Linked DNA regions of Mus musculus: region 2 is linked to region 1. The links are chromatin contacts, called in public HiChIP or PLAC-seq maps. All regions are on one chromosome and are shown on one strand. The core of a region is the stretch at or near the end of the contact, and the rest is flanking DNA. Distances in the headings are between cores, read along the strand shown.

Region 1 (2,700 bases), core at 91-2,590:
TTTAAAAATGAAGCAGTGGACATAGAGAAATAACTAAGGTCATCCAGAAAAAAAAAATGACACAGGTGGGATTTGAACCCAGATTTTTTTTTTTTAGCACTTAAGCTCAAGTTACTGAGCTCTGCTCTGCTACTACTTATAAAACATGGTGAGCAAAATGCATGTTTTACAAATTATTTCCCACAAATCCCACCGACCTCCCTAACTTTCAGAGAGTTATTATCCTCAGCAGACATGTAGCTGGTCATTGATGGTAACGCATGGGAGCTAAGCTGCTATCCACTGTACAATGTAGTCTATATGATTACAAACCTAATTCTTCTGGACTATATTATCTAATGAGATTGTATATTTTGATAAGCAATAATGATTCCTATCTGTGCCATCCAATGAAATGGCCTCTAGCCACTAGGACTAGTTAGTTATCAGGGTTTAGAAATAAACAAAACTGCAAGGCTCCTTGGTCAAAGCTACAGAATTTCACAAGATAGCTGAGCATCCTGCCAGGTCTTCACGTCACTGCATATGTCACATGAACCTCAAATCTAGCCATGCTGGCCAGAGCTGGCTAAAGTGCACTTAAAAGGTGACTAATGTGTCTGCAGAAATAAATGTTAAATCAGATTTAATTCATTTAAATTTAGCCATGTATGGATAGCGACTACGACAATAAGCAGTACTGACACACCCTAGGAGGAAGGGGTGTGATTAAAACAAGAACCAGAAGAGTCGGCCATGAGTCATCTCTGAGGTGGGAAAAATAAAAACTAAGTCATAACAAAACTTTGCAAAGCACCATGTACAATTAGCTCTACAACAGAAACTGGCTTGATCAACAAATCCTAGTAAGGCGCTGCTAACCATGATCGATAGTTTTCTCAGATACTTTTAATAAAAAAAAAAAATCCTTTTGGGGAGGAAAAAAGCAGAAAAGAAAACACATGGGTAACATCTGAAAAACTTTACATAGCACACATGGAAGAAGTGAGTCAAAACCACAGCATTCTTCAATGAAAGAATTTGGAACCTCTACTGCACGCTGGTTAAAAAAAAAATGAGATGTCAGGACTCAAGTAGAGGAGCTCAAAAACCATTACGGTATCAAACGCTTGGAAGGAGCGAGCTTAACAATCCCAAGGCCGAGAGGGTTTTACTATCGCAATTACTTCAACAGGTATCACCTCTGAGAGCCAGCTACGGGCTGCAGGTACGGGGAGGCCTGCTGCTGCACGTAGCCACTTGGCTGCTGCTGAAGCTGCCGGAGTCTTTCCATCAGCGCTGGGCTGGAATGTGCAGCCGGATAGGCCCTGGAGTTGTAGCTGGGGGAAAGGACCACGCCACCAGGCTGCTGCTGAGCTGCCTGTTGCAAAGGCATCTGTGTTCCATACATTGTGTAGCCCTGGGGCATGGTCTGCAGGAAGGCACAAAGGAAAATGTCAGTGCTCCAGTTAGCACCCATATTCCCATCACTAAGAAACACGGGGCAAAAATAAGCCCAGGAGGTCCAACCTGAAACTCACTGCTCTCACAAGGCTGGGATGACTCAACATATGAGGATGGCTACTCTTGCAGGCGAGAAGTCTAACCAGACACTTAGAGAATAGACTGGCTGGATAATGAATCCACAGAAGTCTCTAGTTCAAAATAATTGGATATTCATTTGCTTTCTAAGTTGAGCTGTCTATTTCATGGGCTAGGAAGGGCAGCATTCTGCATAGAAATAATCAGCGAAGTATCCACACACTCCATGCCTAGATTCAACAAAATCGAAACAATATCAGAATCATCTCCAAAGTGGGACAAGCAAGGGAGGGGCCGTGCCCAGTGAACATCAACTGACGGGGTATACTTTCCCATTCGTACAAGAACCTATTTCTCTAAACCTTGATGCCTTATGTAAAAGACAAACATGGAGTTTTCTGGATCACAAGATAACAATTCTCTGAACAAAATGCTGCCTGTTCTCTGGATCCCCAAAACACCACATATTAAAGCAGTGTAAGAACTCTGACTCTGGAGACAAGAGTGATACACACTAAATGGCAGAAGTGGCCTACAGGAACCCAGACTCGGGACTTACGTAAGACAAACAGGGCACTCCTTTCGGCCATATACATGGAATGAATAGCCAGCCCCAACACAAATCTTATCAAAGTATCGGGTCTTTTTATATAAAAGAAAGAAGTAAGGGTGTAAGGATGCAGAAATAATAAAACTACTAAACAGTTTGGACAAAGGGGGAATAAAGGGCTATTTATTTTATTTTATTTCAAACAGGGTATCTCTATGTAGCCTTGGATATCCTGGAACTCGTTCTGTAGACCAGGCTGGTCTTGAACTCATAGAGATCCACCTGCCTCTGCCTCCCAAGTGCTGGCATTAATTCTATGCAACACTAGTGCCTGACAAAGATCTACATTTTTTAAAGATAAGCACACCCTTTGTTGAGCATTTACTGTGTATGTGACAGTACGCTAATTCCATAGGTTGCCTTGAATCCCACATCTTTCCTCTTGATCTTACAGAAAAGGAAGCTAGACCTCAGAATACCATGCATGTCACACAGCTACAGAGTCAACAACACCTGTACTGCAACCTGACTCAAAGGCCTATTGTCCTGTTCTTCTACCATGATCCCTCATGGAAGTTATCCTTGAATATGAAAATTTCTATAACAAATTATATCATTAAACACTGTAT
Region 2 (2,700 bases), core at 65-2,564, 830 kb before region 1:
TGTCCTCGTCATAAACAGCAGCACGTGAGGGTAAAGGGAATCCCAATCTTCCCCCTTTCTTGTTTCTCGTCTGTAGCATGTGTAGGCTCAGTACCCCCTTCATGTCAATTCGTCACAGGCTTTAGTATAAACCTGTGAGCATCAGGCAGACATGTTCATAATTTACTAATAGGTTTACTATTTTCAAATATTCTCTCTCATGAAGAGTACCAGGTGAGGAGGCCACTGTTCTAGAAAGATAGAGAAAGTCTGAAGAGTGCATGTCAAACTCACTGTCCACTCCCCGACTAAGTAGCACCTTCCCAACAGCTTCCCACAGGTAAAGTATAGAGAAGGAAAATGAGAAAATGTGCCTCTCTTTCCCTCACCAACATCTATCAGAACAGTGTCATTTCCACTTTTAAATAAACATGCAGGCCTAATAAAAGAAGAGTAGAAACAATACGCGTTTTTTCTTGTGGTAGAAGCTCAGAAAACACAGAACTCGACTTTAAGTTTTGCACATTTGAACCATCAATGAGTGAGTTCTAACCATTGCCTAGAGAAGATATGCACACACAATTCCGAAGGTCTAAAGAATTCCATTCATTAAAATAAAGACAGGCACTGTGCTGTGCGTAGGCAGAGCGATGTTTTATTTTGTGAAACACTAGTAATTTTCCAACATCTGAAGGAAGTTAAAAAACAATCACTACGATCATTTTGGTTTCTCTGAAGCCAACAGTATATGAGTAATGCTTTGGCACTTTATGGGTCATCCAAAATCATCAAACAGACTTTCAAAAGTGCTTGCAGTAGGAACCACACCTCTTTTTTTTTTTTTTTCCTGGGCATGGAAAAACCACGTAAAACTGGCTTTCAGTGAGGCCAGAATTGTAAGTAACAGACACCCAGTTTATTTTTAGAGACTGGGTTACCATTAATATATATTCAGAGACTTTTCAGTCTGAGTGAAACACATAAAGTCCTTCTCAATTATTTATACAGAAAGGTTTCAGTCTCTACTCTATGTGCTACAGAGCACATAAAATATATACAGCCCAATAATAGGAGCATGCTTAATTAACATACTGATAGATTCACTTTCAACACAATTAATTTGCCCTAAGCAGTACTCACTTTATGAGGTTTTAAATTGTCAGAAAGAGGCGTGCTCGGCTCCAGCTTCAACATGAGGCAATGGAAGATATTCTTTTTATGTTTTTCTTTTAAAGCTTGCTTTGAATCATTTCCCTCTGTATTTAAGGCCTCCCCTCCCCTCCCCACCCCACCCCCCGCCACTGGAGAACTAACCACCAGAGGCTTCACCCCAGCTGTCTGTCTCCCTCTACAAAGCCTGCTCTGCTGCCTCGTGATGCCTCCCTTTCGTTGGAAGTTGACACTGTACTAATAAACATTGCTGGCAAGAGGCTATAATTAAGACCTGAGAGCTTGGGATTATTTAGGAGATATAGCTTAGTTCCTTGTTGCCCTGAGTGCTTCCAGAAGGCAGGAGGTACTTTTTGCTTCTAATTAAAGTGGAGAATACACTGACTGACGGCCATTACATGAGATGAAGTAGGTACATATTTGGACAGGTTTTATTCCCAGTGGTTGCTTCATTTACAGCCTAGCTTTTTCGTTTGTTTTTAGCCTGGGAAGACCAGCTTCACGCAACTTTTAAAATTAAGAATAAAGTAGTCATGTTCACCAGTGGGGTCATGCTGTTGTTACTTCTACGAAGGCAAACATAGCTGACTGGATTCATGTTAGTGTTAGGAAGAAAAGGTTAAAACATTAAGGTAAGTGTGTCTTTGTTTTATTTTTTATTCTTAAAACATGATCGGGGTTATACAAGAGTGTAATTCATGCAGACTAAAAAACACAGGCAAGGATGGACTAGGATGGGGAAATGATCCAGCTTAAGATTTTTTGGCTTAATCGTGTACATCTTTTCAGATGTGGGGTGGTGCTTGGTCATGCTTTGTTAAGAATGCATTAAGAAGGTATCAGGCTAATATCCACTTATCAGTGAGTACATATCATGTGAGTTCTTTTGTGATTGGGTTACCTCACTCAGGATGATGCCCTCTAGGTCCATCCATTTGTCTAGGAATTTCACAAATGTACTCACTGATAAGTGGATATTAGCCCAGAAACTCAGAATAACCAACATATAAGATACAATTTGCGAAACACCTGAAATTCAAGAAGAACAAAGACCAAAGTTTGTGTGGACACTTTGCCCCTTCTTAGAATTGGGAACAAAACACCCATGAAAGGAGTAACAGAGACAAAGTTTGGAGCTGAGACGAAAGGATGGACCAACTAGAGACTGCCATATCCGGGGATCCATCCCATAATCAGCCTCCAAATGCTGACACCATTGCATACACTAGCAAGATTTTGCTGAAAGGACCCTGATATAGCTGTCTCTTGTGAGACTATGCCGGGGCTTAGCAAACACATAAGTGGATGCTCACAGTCAGCTATTGGATGGATTATAGGGCCCTCAATGAAGGAGCTAGAGAAAGTAACCAAGGAGCTAAAGGGGTCTGCAACCCTTTAGGTGGAACAACAATATGAACTACCCAGTACTCCCCAGAGCTCATGTCTCTAGCTGCATATGTATCAGAAGATGGCCTAGTCAGCCATCATTGGAAAGAGAGGCCCATTGGTCATGCAAACTTTATATGCCTCAGTACAGGGGAATGCCAGGGC

The links. HiChIP or PLAC-seq counts read pairs in DNA pulled down with a chosen protein or histone mark.
Region 2: a contact with region 1 is called in an H3K27ac HiChIP or PLAC-seq map of the NIH/3T3 cell line, with 9 times the contacts expected there. The contact joins two enhancer-like sites. A contact is called at or near these places in 1 of 15 datasets of contacts at CTCF or cohesin (the NIH/3T3 cell line) and 2 of 115 datasets of contacts at active chromatin or transcription factors (the NIH/3T3 cell line and pancreatic cancer cells).

Annotation. Positions count from the first base shown.
Region 1 is chr3:59,294,716-59,297,415 of GRCm38.p6, reverse strand. It overlaps Med12l (mediator complex subunit 12-like), which reads right to left. Exons shown (of 44, transcript NM_177855.3): 40 at 1,182-1,411. Among named protein-coding and RNA genes, the nearest start is that of P2ry12, 33 kb to the right of the region's middle. Within about 2 kb of position 1,340, at least 70 of the 459 cell types and tissues checked have an H3K27ac peak or open chromatin away from gene starts, as enhancers often do. A contact at or near this core is called in the NIH/3T3 cell line and pancreatic cancer cells, where this site is marked.
Region 2 is chr3:60,122,690-60,125,389 of GRCm38.p6, reverse strand. No RefSeq gene overlaps it. Among named protein-coding and RNA genes, the nearest start is that of Gm24382, 3.7 kb to the left of the region's middle. Within about 2 kb of position 1,314, at least 62 of the 459 cell types and tissues checked have an H3K27ac peak or open chromatin away from gene starts, as enhancers often do. A contact at or near this core is called in the NIH/3T3 cell line and pancreatic cancer cells, where this site is marked.